2 separate regions of the Canis lupus genome follow, and region 2 is linked to region 1. The links are chromatin contacts, called in public Hi-C maps. All regions are on one chromosome and are shown on one strand. Each heading gives the region's core, a stretch centred on a gene start, on an enhancer-like site or on the middle of the called end of the contact. The rest is flanking DNA. Distances are from core to core; before and after follow the strand shown. Region 1 holds the start of COMMD3 (COMM domain containing 3). Region 2 has its middle 18 kb from the start of TRNAN-GUU.

Evidence for each region. A called contact is a pair of places that touch in the nucleus more often than the background predicts.
Region 2: a Hi-C map of blood shows a contact between it and region 1, with 4 times the contacts expected there. The contact joins the enhancer-like site here to the promoter of COMMD3 in region 1. A contact is called at or near these places in 2 of 9 Hi-C or Micro-C datasets (amygdala and blood).

The regions. Positions count from the first base shown.
Region 1 is chr2:8,647,693-8,651,074 of UU_Cfam_GSD_1.0, forward strand. It overlaps COMMD3 (COMM domain containing 3), which reads right to left and starts at 1,635. Exons shown (of 8, transcript NM_001252346.1): 1 at 1,475-1,635; 2 at 40-151. The coding sequence starts at 1,613.
Region 2 is chr2:8,703,315-8,706,696 of UU_Cfam_GSD_1.0, forward strand. No RefSeq gene overlaps it. Among named protein-coding and RNA genes, the nearest start is that of TRNAN-GUU, 18 kb to the right of the region's middle. Within about 2 kb of position 1,652, at least 13 of the 20 cell types and tissues checked have an H3K27ac peak or open chromatin away from gene starts, as enhancers often do. A contact at or near this core is called in blood, where this site is marked.

The sequences.
Region 1 (3,382 bases), core at 385-2,884:
GTATTTGAAAACAAATGGATATTTAAATAAATCCTGTACCTTAGAGTTGATTTGTCAGCTCTTTGCTTTCCCGCCTCTAGTATGTAGGTTGCAGCTGCTGTGTGACAATGTTTTAAAACCACAGGATCGATATGTTTCAAGTCTGGGTGATCTAAAATAAATTAATTGCTAGTGATGCCTGTGACAGGAAATTCCTTATAGTCATGTTTCTAAATTGAGTATTTTGATTTGGGCAAAAATCCCCTTAAACAAGAACACAAAAAAGAACTCAACTATAAGGACTGGCAATTATAAGTAAATGAGATGAACAACAAGGTCAATGGAAAACAATAAAGAGCATACATCAGTAATTCTGCTGTTACCAGTCTCAATTACCTTCTTTTATTTTGCCTTAATTTGTTTTTTTTTTTTTTTAAACATTGTAGCCCCAAAGAAAAAAAGAAACCACACAGTTGGTCCTTACAATGCTGGATGCAGTAAATTCAGAGGAAAAATAAGATAAATATTTTACATGGTGTAAATTTAAGAATGAATAAACTTTCCCTCTAAAGATCGATTACTTTTAGAATAACTGGCTCCAAAGACATGAATATATGAAGGGCGGGGCACGAGTTCAGAATATGTAATACAATTTTCAAAATATTTTCAGATTTTGACAGCTATCCTTTTTTTGAGATTAACCCAGGTGGTGGTTACTATTTTCGTTTGAAGAACTTCCACTTTCATACTTTTTTGTAAGGTGTTATAGATCATGAAACTACAGAAAAAACAAAATTTGAATTGTTGGGATATTTATATTTAAGAAAATGATCTAAAAGCGATCTGTCTTAAAGTATGCCTTCAATCCATACTGACACACGGCACTCCGCAATCACTGACCGGACCATTTAAAAGAGACTTGCCTCCTGGTAACTGATGCGGAACAAAACATTCTGCACCATATTTTAAGGTTCTAGGCGTGGAACCTGTGCAAAACATATCTAACCAGAGTGTTGGAGTGATCACAGGAACTGGAGGTATTTTCGAAGTTGGGAAATGTCAACACTTGGTGACCTGGTAATTGCTTTGGAAACAGACTCTTGCAAACCTTTGCCAGCCTCGCACTGAACGCTTGAATTGCAGGGAGCTACCCTGACGGAGTCCAAGTGTCAACCAGCCTCTGCCTCCGACCAGGCTGAAAACCTTGGATGTTTAGGCCACAAACAAGACTTTAACACGGGCTTTACAAAGGAACAAAGAGACTGGGAGGAGAAATCGGAGCAGAAACAAGTGGCAGGCTATGTGCAGGTGCCAACCGGGGCCAGAACAATGGTCAGGGGCCGCTCCGGGCTCACAGCCCCACACTCCGTCCGGAGCGAAGGGCAAAGCCGGGAGACTTCCTCTTCCCGGGGTTTTCCCCTCTCGCTCGGTCTCGCTCCTCTTCTCGGAGCGCCCCTCCACCCAGGCCGATCTAGCTCAGAGCCGAGCGGCTTACCTAACACGGCCTCGTCCGCCTGGGCGTCCAGCAGGCTCTGGAAAGCCGCCCGGAGGAGAAGCGTGAAGGCGTTGGAGTCGAAGGAGCCAGGATCGGCCAGCATCTGGAAGCCTTTCTGCACATACTCCGAGAGCTCCATTGTGAGCGCGCCGTGACCTTCGACACGCGCACCACGTGACACGCGCCGCGCGCTCAGCTGATGCGGCCGCGCGCGCACGCGGCTCGGGGCGGCGGCGCGGGCTGCGGGCCTCCCAGCCCGGGGCCTCCCCGCCGGCCTCCCGGCTCGCGCCTCGGCCAGCGCGCCCAGCCGCCCGCCGTCCACCGCCCGCCGCCCCCGAGCTCCCCGGCGCCGCGGCTTCCGTCCAGCCCTTCCTGCGGCGCCCCAGCGAGAGGCGCGGCCCCGGGGGCTTTGTGGACGCGCTCGGCGCTTTCTCCTCCACCCGGGGCTCACCTAGGTCTGTCACCGGCTCCTGCGCGGCTCCGCCGCCGCGTTCCTTGAAAGACCCCCGGGCGGGGGCGGGGGCGGGGGCGGGGAGGAAGGGGTCTGGGTCCCGGCCCCACGTCCCCCGAAAACTACGCCTTCCTAGTTCCTCAGCGCGAAAGCCTTCGGGAAGCTCCCATTCTGAGGCAACTGGTTGTGTTTGGTTTGGTTTGGGGTTGTTTATTGTTTTGTTTTTTGTTTTTTTGTGGGTTTTTTTTGGTTTTTTTTTTTGGTTTGTGTGTGTGTGTGTGTGTGTTTGTTTTTGTTTTACGCCACAGCTTAACCTCCCAGCATTGCTCTTTTGTGAGTGAGGCTGTAGGCATCTAACAAGCCTTGTTTATTTCTCCTTTTTCATTGTCATTGCTGGGATATGGCAGTTGATTCCTGCACGGATGTGCGTGTGCACAGACGTGCGTGTGTTCTTGCTGTACCTAAACAATTGAGGAATTAATACATTATCCACATACATGTTTGACAGTTATTAAAATCTCATGCCGCTGCAAATAAATATCATCCAAAAGCAAACTGACTCGAATTCTGTGCTGCTGTACTCATGACATCTCTATGGTTTTAATTAAACAATCTTCATATGTTTGTATCAGGCAGTTATCTCAGTAAGATACAGTTAGGAGTGTCAAGGTCTTTACTAGAAGTGATTACTGTCTCGGATATCCGTAACTTTAAAGACTCACATTGTATAAAGTTTTAAAATTCTCCTTTATATGTCTATGAAGTTGGACAACTAGAGTGAATTCTTGGGGGGGGGGGGGGGGAACGAGACACAAAGGAGATGATGCAATTTTGATCCAAAGAGTTTAAAAAGAAAAGTTCAAAAGCAAGTTCTTTAAGCGTGGAGGGGAGGGATAAGGAACAAGAAAGGTGTTTTAGTCTTCAGGAGCGATTATTTATTTGAAGCAGGTTCAACGTGAAACACTTCTGTGGGAATAATTTAGGTGCTTATTTGGGGAAAAATTGTTTCTAATGAAAACAGTCAAGATTTAACCTTGCAGCAATACATAGGAGCACCTGATTTCACAACAGGACACAAATGGAATAATTTAGCATCAGTAACAGATTGAGTAACTACTGAATTTTCCTTTGAAGGCTTTGAAAGGCATGTGAACTAGCTCTTCACTTCGGTGAGCATATAGGAGCAGTGAAGGATTTAAGAGTCTCCCTAGAGTCTTTATGAAACAAACACCTATTAATCATGTTCATCTTTTCTTCCCATCTCTCATCTTCTTTCCAAACTCCTTGTTTCTCTTCAGTAGTAAAATGTCAGTTGAAAAATTTCCAGATACCCTATTTACATAGGGGACATTTTACAGGGCAGAGGTGTGTTAATTTTAACACCCAAGACCATTTATTACATATAGTTTATGACCTTGCATAACATTGATTGTTAATACTCTAATAGAAATTGAGTT
Region 2 (3,382 bases), core at 402-2,901, 56 kb after region 1:
GCGGCGCTCCCTGCTGTACTGCGGGCTCTGAGATGACCCGAGTGCTCCAGGGGCCGGTGACATGCACAGTGCTCTGCTTGTGGCGCTGGGCAGGAGAGGAGGACGCAGTGATCCGGTGAAAGACAGGAGTGAAGCTGTTTCAACAGCTTTTAGCTGTTTCAACCGACGCGCCCAGGGACCTTGTGTGGTTCGGTTACCATTGCGGTCACCCCGAGTCTCCGCTTGGACATGCTGCACGCCGCCAAACGGAAGAGTCCGGCGCTTCCACCCTGCAGCCACCGTCCCTTTGCACCGCGAAGAACCCAAGGCCCGGCGACACGGGGGGCAGCAGCCGTCTGGGCTGGAGGCGCAGGACCGCGCGGAACCCGACGGCGCGGGGGCCCCACGGGGATGCCCGCCGCCCTCCGAGGCCGCCCCGCGCGGTCCAGGCCGGCCGCAGCCCCGCGGGCCCTCGCAGATCGCAGATCGGGGCAGGCCGGGCGCCCGCGGCGCGAACCTTGGGGCGTCTCCGGCGCCCGCCCGAGCGTGACTGTGCGCGAAGACGGTGTCGAGCGCGAGCGGAGCGGAAAGAGCGGGAGCGCGAGGAGAATGTACTTTGCAGCCGTTCGTCACTTGCACCACCGACCGGCCGAGATGTAACTCGACGGAAACCAGCAGTTGGGGCGCCTGGGGTGAGAGGACGGGACTTCGTTTCCGGAACCGCTTTCAGTTGCCTCGAAGGAGCTGCGCGACTCCGACCGCGCCTCCGATCCCCGGGAAGCGAGGGCACCTCCGCGGAGACCCGCGCCCGGGGCCGGCGCTGGGGCGCTTCCCTGCCCACCCGCCGGGGGCCCCGCGCGGGCCGCGACCTTGGCCGCTCCTCCGGCGGCGGGGGGAACCCCGAGGCGCGTCGGGGCAGCCGCGGCTCCCAGCGGCGGGGGCCCCGGGCCCCCGGCCCGCGCGCGCCCCTGACCCCCAGCTCCCTCCGGGAAGCCTCTATTTCGGGGCGCCCCTCCTCGCTGCACCCCCCGGCGCGCGCCCCCCGCCTCCTCCCCGAGGGGCGCGTTCGTGTTTCTTCGACGCGTCTCGGTTCGCCGTCCCCGCCGCAGCACGCGCCCACCGCACGGCCACCGGGGAGCCCCGGGGCCCCGGCGGGTGTCGCGTCCCGGCCCGAGCCGCGCAGAGCGGGAGGCGGACGCGCAGCCCCAGGCGCGGGGGCAGGAGGTGCGCTGGGGGCGGGGGCGGGGACCGGGGGCCGGGGGGGCGGGGGGCCCCGTCCCTCCCTCCCCTTCTGGCGGACCAAAGCCGCTGAAGCTGCAGAAACGCGCTGGCGCCCGTCCACCGGCTGCAAACAAAACCCTACAACAAAAAGCGGCGAAAGGAGAAGCGAATATGGCGCTGCTGAAAATGGAGCCTCGGCCTCTGGAACGTCTTTCTTTCCGCCTCGGCCTCTCGCTCCGTCGGGGTCTGCCCCTTCGTCCCGCGGCGAGCGCCTCCGGGGCGCCGTCCCCGTGCAGCCTGCCGCGCCACCCGCGCCCGTGTCTGCCCCGGGACCCCCTCCCCCCTGCTTTTCCTTCTCTCCTTTCCCCTCTCGGTTCCTCTTTCTCCATTTTGTGTCACAGGCGCTTTTTCCTCGGTTCCCTTTCTGGGCCCGCACTCCCCCCGCGCGTCTCGCTTCAGTGTGTGTGTGTGTGTGTGTGTGTGTGTGCGCGCGCGTGCAGGTCGCGAACGGTGCGGAGAGTAGGGGCGGGGAGGGACGGGGTGGGGGTGGGACCGCGCTCGGAGACAGGAGGGACCCGGGAACCCCGACTCCGCGGCGGCCCCTCCCCCGCCGCCCCCGGACTCGCGCGACGGGCCGGGTCTCAGCCGCCGAGCGCCGCCCGCCCGGGGAGCTCAGGGTGGCCGCCCGCTGAATACGTCCACGAGAAGAAAAGGGCGGGGGGGGGGGGGGGATAAAAAAAAAAAAAAAAGGATCTCGCATCTCGCTTTTGCAGCGCTCGAAGGCACGGGGAAAGCTTTGGGTAGACGTGGAAGCCGAATTTCATTTTCCCAGGGGAATTCCAATGCCAATTTTATTTATTTTTATTTTTTTATTTTTTTTCCAATGCCAATTTTAAGAGAGGTCTGCAAAAGCAGACGGCAGCGTGAATCCGAGTTCTCTTGGTTTATTTTGAACAGGAGGAAGGCCAGGTGCTGAGATACGTTTTTAAGGATAAACTTTTTTTAAAAATGACTTTTTCTTTTACACTTGCAGCTGACTTTGATCCCTTAAAAAGGGGGGGGGGGGGGAGATGAACTCTTCCTAGAGACCAATGGTTTTGAATGCGTAACGCCCCCAAATCGGGGTTCTCGGGTAGTTGGTCTAGACGTTTTTATGATTTTGAAGGTCAAGGTCTCTAAGCGCTGTTCAGTGAAACAGAAGTATGTTGTTACATTAGAGATAAGGCAGAAGGTGGTATGTCCTGATTGTGCTTAATCTTCGTGGAGACTCTTGGGTTTGGTTGGGTTTTTTGTTTTTGGCAGGGGGAATTTGCCTGCGTGCTCTGTAAGAAGCAGCTGAGAGAAATTATTTCAAGTGAAAAGACTTCAGCCAATACACACGTGAAAGCCTTGACATCATTTTCTGACCTGAGGGCCTCTTTTAGTCTTGATAAAATAAGTTTAATCTCATACAGTATTTGAAAACAAAATGATTTTGCTTCCCCATACGTTTTTATTTCACTTTGGATTTCACTTTATTCACATTTACCAAGGTGTCTTTATATTCTTCTGGCCAGTTTTACCTCCTTACTGTGTGGGCTGTCAGAACCATATTAACACACACACACACACACACACACACACACAAATGTTCATACCTTATGTGACTCTAATGCTCCTGGAATTATTTGAAAAGATCAAAATTTTATAAGGAGACTTTTAAAAATGTATTAGAGAAGTATTTTTTGAAGGAATCTTAGAATGTTTCTTTTTAAAAGTTACCTTCCTTGGCTTTCATTAATTGCCTCTGATTATAGTTAGGTTATATATCTTACTTTCAGATTATTTATTTGTGAAAGAAAGGAGAAAGGAAGCAGATCTCTGCAAGAACTAAATCAATGTAACTAGGCCTTATAAAGAGCCTAAATCTGTGGTACTCTTGAAATATGTTTATCAAATTGAGTTTGGCACATGTTTTCTTCTAACTAAAATAGTTGACCTACAAGTCTTATAAAAATAGATTAAAACTTGTTTTTATTTTTTTAAAAAAAGACTTTATTTATTCATGAGAGACAGAGAGAGGTGGAGACACAGGGAGCCTGATGTGGGACTCGATCCCCGGTCCGCAGGATCAGGCCCTGGACTGAAGGTGGCGCTAAACCGCTGAGCCACCCGGGCTGCCCTAAAACTTGTTTTTAATTCA